Regions from separate parts of the Mus musculus genome. Here region 1 is linked to region 2. Evidence: chromatin contacts called from public Hi-C data. All regions are on one chromosome and are shown on one strand. Each heading gives the region's core, a stretch centred on a gene start, on an enhancer-like site or on the middle of the called end of the contact. The rest is flanking DNA. Distances are from core to core; before and after follow the strand shown. Region 1 overlaps Wdr70 (WD repeat domain 70). Region 2 holds the start of Gdnf (glial cell line derived neurotrophic factor).

Region 1 (3,151 bases), core at 10-2,509, 62 kb after region 2:
TATGACCTGTAGGAATTGATCCTGGGTCCTCTGGAAGAGCAACCAATGCTCTTAACCTCTGAGCCATCTTTGTGGTCCCTTATTCTCTAATTATTAGTAGGCAGTTCCTTGAACTTACAGCCTCAAGACAGCTTCATCTCCCTTGCCCTAACTGAGAACAGATAAAGGCAATGGCTTAAAAGAAAGGGAGATGACTCTGTAATCCAGCAGATTCATAGGGATGCCGCAGTTTCAAAGGAGAACCTGTTTGGTGAGTACTTTACTCAAAGCAACTTCACCCAGTTCTGCCACTGCCTAATAGTGGCCATTTTTATGTGTTAACCATACAGAGGCTGATGTGGAACTTACATCTTCCAGTTTAATGAACTCTTTTGAGTAAGAATTTTTCATCTGATTAAATTTGGTAACAGCTCACTGGATTATTAAGGACAGTTAAGTTTTAGTATAATGACTGTTGTCAACCTCTAAATAGACTATTCAAAGGAATGCTTTTTTGGGCTTTGTCTTGCTCTGTCATGTTTCCAGTATATCCTGCATTTCTTACATGTAAATATGATTTCATGAAGCTAATACAGGAGCTTATGCAAATGTCTACCAAATCTACAAGGTGTAATTTGGTGATGCTTTGTGCTAATTTTTCAAAAAAAATTAGTCTAAAACTTTTCTATCACTTATTTTTGAAATTATAATATAATTACATCATGTACCCTTCCCATTTCCTCCCATAATGCCCTTCAATATACTCTTCCTTGTTCTCTTTTACATTTACGGTCTCCTTTTTCATTAGTTCTTATTATATGCATATATGTACATGTATATGCTTCTATATATCATCTGCTCAGGTTACTCTTCTATGTTTTCAGGGCTGACCACTAGGTATTGGATAGCCATTTCTGGATAGCCAGTGGTGTGCTCTTCTCTGGGGAAGACATTTCTCCTGCTCTCAGCATTCCTGAGTTGGCTGAAGTTCTTTTTGGGAGTTAGTATACAAAGGCTTTCCCCGAAGCATCTACATGGTACGCATCACTACACTCAATTCTTAGTCGTCTCCTGCCCTGTGACCCGGCTCCCTTCTCTCTTTCCCCCAGAGTAGCCTTCCTCCCTGCTTTCGTGGCTCGCTGACTCTATCACTCCCTTTGGTACTTTAAAAGAAATTCTCCAGATTATTTGTACAATGTGAGTCATGGCAAGTGCGCGCTCCAGCACAATGACAGGAATCCAAGGAAAGTGAGTGCCCTTCAGGGTTTCCAGCCAGAGCAGCCAGTGAGAGCAAACCCATCCCCACCCACCGCAGTCTTCTAAAGGGTATTTAGAGTGCACTGTCTGTGTCAGAGACTCAAAGTGTCAAGGGGACTTCTATTTTCTTCTGACTAAGCCCTAATCTATGCCTCTGCAACTCCTTCTAACACTCAAAGCAGAGTGAAGTCATCAGTGTTTTCGGCTGCGATGCAAAGTCCGCGCACGGGTCACAGTCTCTCTAATTACGGGTGTGCTTCTGCTGTGATTCACCTAAGATGCAGAAAGCAAGCTCGTGGGTGATGGGAAGAATATGAGGGGAAATCACTTGCAATATTTAATCATGAGGATGTGAGCACAGACCACGAGGTCTCTTGGCTCGGGGCCCGTTGTTTATTATGAACGAAAACCTCAAAGCCAAAGCCAATAATAGCCATGACTCGACAATCTGACACACTTGTTAACCCCGTTAACATGAATCCAGCCTGGCTGAACTCTGACCCAATCATCACAATTGCAGAATTATTGTGATTAAACAAAAGGATTGACCAAAAAGATTCAGCTTGAAATGGCTGCTTCTATCTGTGAGTACCTAACCAAAAAATAAAATAAAAAATTTAAAACACTGGGCATGTGTAAGAAGCTTCCAGATAAAGCAGTAGATGCCTTAGATAAAGAATCTTCTTCAGAGAGTGCAGACATAGCATTTGAGAAATAAACACTTCTTGAAGTCATAGAGTGCAGCACGCTATGTTTGAGAATTCAGCAACTAGAAAAAAGAACAAGTGTGAGATGTGGGTGAACAAATGTGAAATGTGGTATGGAACACAAGAATGAAGGACCCAGAAGAGTCCTGTAATGTCTCCACTAGCTCTTTTACTATTAAGTGGTACACAGGAAAGAAGACTGAGACTTGAAAACAGTAAGCGGAGGCGGGCCAGGTTCCCCGAGATCTTTCTGATGTCTCAGGTACACATTTCTAAGGACCGGTACTCGGGTGTGGCTGGATCCTACCCTCCTACCGTGTGGATACGGTGAACCGTGAACCGGCTCAGTAAGGCAAGCCCTGCCCTTAGCAGGCTGTAGCAGAACTGGAAGTACACTCAGGACTTCTGACTCTTAGTCTAGGGTTCCCTCTGCTAAGCCATGCTGGCTCACACAGACATCTCAGCATCCCAGTAGCTACTATTAGCTGCCCATGAGGAGAAACAAGCACAGGGCATAGAAGGCAGCCTCTCTGTACACAGTCCTAAGTCGGCCACCTGCTACCTGTGGGGCACTGGTCAAATTACACATTTCCGTTCCGTCATCTACAAGGTGGGGACAGGAATACTGTCTACCTCGTGGGTGATGAGGATTGTTATGCTAACACATACTAAGCTTTCTAGCAAGTCCATCACGGTGTTAGTACAGAAGAAGTGCCACGACTGTTTACATAACACGTTAGATAACAGGGTTCCTCGCCTCAGATGATTGACACCTTTTCTAAAGTCCTAGGTATAACATACTGAGCATAAGAATTCATGTGTTAAGTACAACATTGCAACATGCTATGTTCTCAAATCCTGGGGAGATTCTTTTTCTATGGAAATGATTTGCTATGAGTCTTTTATAAATGAAGCTGTCTGGCCTTTAAGCATGAAGTTTCTTAATGAGAAATAGTTTCTGATTCTGAGTAATTATGTTATTTCCAAGCATTTGTGTGCAAAATCATCACTTTAGGCACTTCTTAGAATGTAGATTCTCAGACGAAATCTCTCAGGGTCTATTAGTCTGGAGTGGACCTAGAAATTCATTCACATTTCAGTCCTCTCCCCAGTACCCACCCCCCAGCTGCCTACACGACAGGCAGTTCACAAAACTAGTCTATGAAACTGTCCTCCACAAAGCAACATGGCAGATAGTGACGATCAGC
Region 2 (3,025 bases), core at 225-2,724:
AGGTGGCAGCCGAATTAAATGCTTTCCTAGTGGCCTTATCTAGGGACCTAGACTGGAATTCTGGGTGGAGATTGTGAGGGGCGGGAGGGATGTACCCCGGAAAGGAGAGAGAAGCAAAAGCCTGGAGACTAATAGGAAAGGTGCAGGGAGGTGTGTGTGTGTGTGTGTGTGTGTGTGTGTGTGTGTGTACCTGAAAACTGATTTGCCCTCCCCCATTAAAAATGTCAAGACTGTTTTCTCAAAATGCATGATTTACCTGATTTGAGAATGCTCCCCAGCCAATTCCCCATGCTGGAACAACGGGACTTGTGAGTGACAGAGTACCACCATACCCGAAGTGATTCAATCTCTCTTCCCCCGTCTCTTTGGATGGGACTTTTCGCCAAGTGAACATAGCCTTCTTTATTAGCAAGCTCACCCCAGACTGCAAGGCCTTCTTCCTTTCTAGAGATGTGAGGTCTTAAGAGTCCAAAGGACTCGGTGTTCAGGACTCTTACTACGGTCCTGGGTCCTGGAGTAGCTAGGGGAACCGAAAGATAGCATCTCTGCTGAGAGGGACAGAATTAGGACCAAAACTTCACAAAGCTGCAAAACTAAAATCAAGGGCGTGTTCGGGTATACCACGGAGGGCTTTAAATGTCAAGATAGATCCAGTCGCCGCCTACTAACAGTGGTAAAACATTTATTGGGCACTTTCTGGACTTGTTCGTGAGTTAATGATCCTAAGAAGTGGAACTGGTATTTTAAGCCAAACCGATGCTTCCGAAGTTAAGTGACTTAACTTGGCACTTTTATGCAGGCCAGAGTCTGCAAAGTCACATGAACTTGTTCTGGTGACATTTTTTTCTTTCACTTAGCCAGGATGTTTAAAAGGTAGACAGAGGGAGGGCAAGTGTTTCCACCAAGCCTGAGCCTACACCCTGCCTAGTTAGAAGAAAGGTCCAGCCTGGGACAGATAGGTGAGCTTGATTTTAGTCCCAGAGGTAAAAAGCCTGTTGTTTGCATCAGCGAAAGGATGGCTTCCAGAGCTCACATATGGGAGTTGCTGGGGAGGGGAAGGGTGGTCTCTGTCTGTCGAGGGCCGGGCAAAGGTAGCCAGATGGGGGCTACCCCGTGCGCCCCCGCCCCCCGGGAATATGGGATGTCGCGCGAGCCAGTAGAAGCAACGGGCCCGGAGTTGTGGTATAAATTTATGTCCATAATCTGACCTCTGGAAGTTGGAGGCTGGAGGACCGAAGAGTGGTCAGCAGTGCACCCGTTGGGAATGCGAGCTGCACCTGGGGTGTACCAGGGATGAAGGAAGATGGGCGGGCAGTAAACCAGAACAAGGGCGGGGTGCTTAGGGAAGCACCGATCAAAAGCAGTGCGGGCGGAGAGGCTGTGAGTTGGGAGCAGGTTGGGGGGGGGGGCAGGGAAGTGGTGAAGAGGCTGCCCTGCAGTCAGCACCAGGGTCCTGGGCGTCTGAGCCTAACTTGCCTGGTGCGGTTCTCTTCCCCGCTGCCCGCCCGCGCAGGTGCCGCCGCCGGACGGGACTCTAAGATGAAGTTATGGGATGTCGTGGCTGTCTGCCTGGTGTTGCTCCACACCGCGTCTGCCTTCCCGCTGCCCGCCGGTAAGAGGCTTCTCGAAGCGCCCGCTGAAGACCACTCCCTCGGCCACCGCCGCGTGCCCTTCGCGCTGACCAGTGACTGTAAGAACCGTTCCCTCCCCGGGGGCATCATCCGGCGGACCCCAGGGCACCCTACCGCAGCATGCACGCACGCAGTCACCCGGGCCAGCCGGGAAGGTTGTGCGCCTCTCCACTAAGTGGGAAGGGCTGGGAGGCCCTTAAGGGTACTCAGCTGCATGCCGCTGCCCAAGGGTTTCCAGGCGCCTTGCAAATACAGAGGATGTGGAATAGTGTCCCTTTATCATTCTCATCAACAAATATCCCACTATCGCCACCATCACAACCACAACCAGGGCACACACACATTGCCCCCAACCCCTTACTTCCCTGCCCCTCTAAGAATACACAGCAGGATCTTTCTTTTAAGGCTATTTTACTGTGCCTTGCTAAAACCCTCTTGCATTTTCATCCTGAACTGCACTTGCAAGGAGTTTTGTGAGAAAGGCCAGCCAGAGAGAAAACACAGAAGGACCTCCATTTCCAGAGCTAGCATCTGCCTAGTGTCAATTCTGTTCAGAAGAGTTCTGCTATAGGAAGAGTCCAGGGTGACTAGTGCAAAGTGGACTGAAAGGGAGAAACGTTCAGAATGCACAGTGCTAACTCAAAAACAACAACCACAACAAACGCAGGGTACTCTTAAAACAAGTCTGTGATTTACTGCTCCAAAGCTAATGCCTTCTAGAAGCGAGCAATTACAACCTATCCTCCAGTCCTCAGAAGTCCATACGGGTAAAGTCAGATAGACAGGAAAGGAGTTACAGAGAAAATGAAAGTATCTAGGTTAAAAGGTGGCAACAGAAAAGTTGATACAATCTCAAAATACTCAGCGGCCACCCACCTCACCCCTTAGAACGAGTGGCTTTGAAGGTTTGCATTTGAAGTGCCCTGTGGTTATGACCACCAGGGAAAGCTTGAGTCAGCCCAGGACGTACAGAAACCCTTGGCCCTGGACAAGAAAACAGGCAGAATGTGGCAAGTGTTTCATTTCAACAACAAAAATGGCTTCTTGTATAAGGGTCAAAAAGGGGCGGGGGGGATAGAATTTTATAAGGATTTTGGGAGTGATTTGTGGTTTAAAAGGAACGTAGTTGGTCCCTTGAAATTCAGACCCAGACCTGTCAATTAAACTCATCTTTAAAGAGCCTCACTTCAATCCCAAGCTTAGGGCGTACAAATATTTCTCTGATTGAAATTCTAAATGCCCTCTGTTGTTGTCTTCATTTAACCATTGCAAAAGGGCAAACCAAAGGGACAGGGGCAGAGTGGCAGATAATAATAGTTCTCAAATTCAGGTATCAGTGGAGAGAACTCTGACTGTTTGATTGCATTCTGATTAATTCATGGGGGTTTAATTGC

The links. Hi-C and Micro-C count contacts between places; a contact is called where the count stands out from the background.
Region 1: a contact with region 2 is called in a Hi-C map of myocytes, with 2.4 times the contacts expected there. The contact joins the enhancer-like site here to the promoter of Gdnf in region 2. A contact is called at or near these places in 2 of 39 promoter capture datasets (both in the 3T3-L1 cell line), 13 of 484 Hi-C or Micro-C datasets (the C2C12 cell line, Sertoli cells, cumulus cells and 6 more), 1 of 115 datasets of contacts at active chromatin or transcription factors (embryonic stem cells) and 2 of 9 other capture datasets (embryonic stem cells and pancreatic islet).

The regions. Positions count from the first base shown.
Region 1 is chr15:7,876,667-7,879,817 of GRCm38.p6, forward strand. The region is part of intron 17 of Wdr70 (WD repeat domain 70); the gene reads right to left. Among named protein-coding and RNA genes, the nearest start is that of Gdnf, 63 kb to the left of the region's middle. Within about 2 kb of position 1,260, at least 71 of the 459 cell types and tissues checked have an H3K27ac peak or open chromatin away from gene starts, as enhancers often do. A contact at or near this core is called in the C2C12 cell line, embryonic fibroblasts, muscle stem cells and 1 more, where this site is marked.
Region 2 is chr15:7,814,076-7,817,100 of GRCm38.p6, forward strand. Gdnf (glial cell line derived neurotrophic factor) reads left to right here and starts at 1,475. Exons shown (of 2, transcript NM_001301357.1): 1 at 1,475-1,690. The coding sequence starts at 1,540.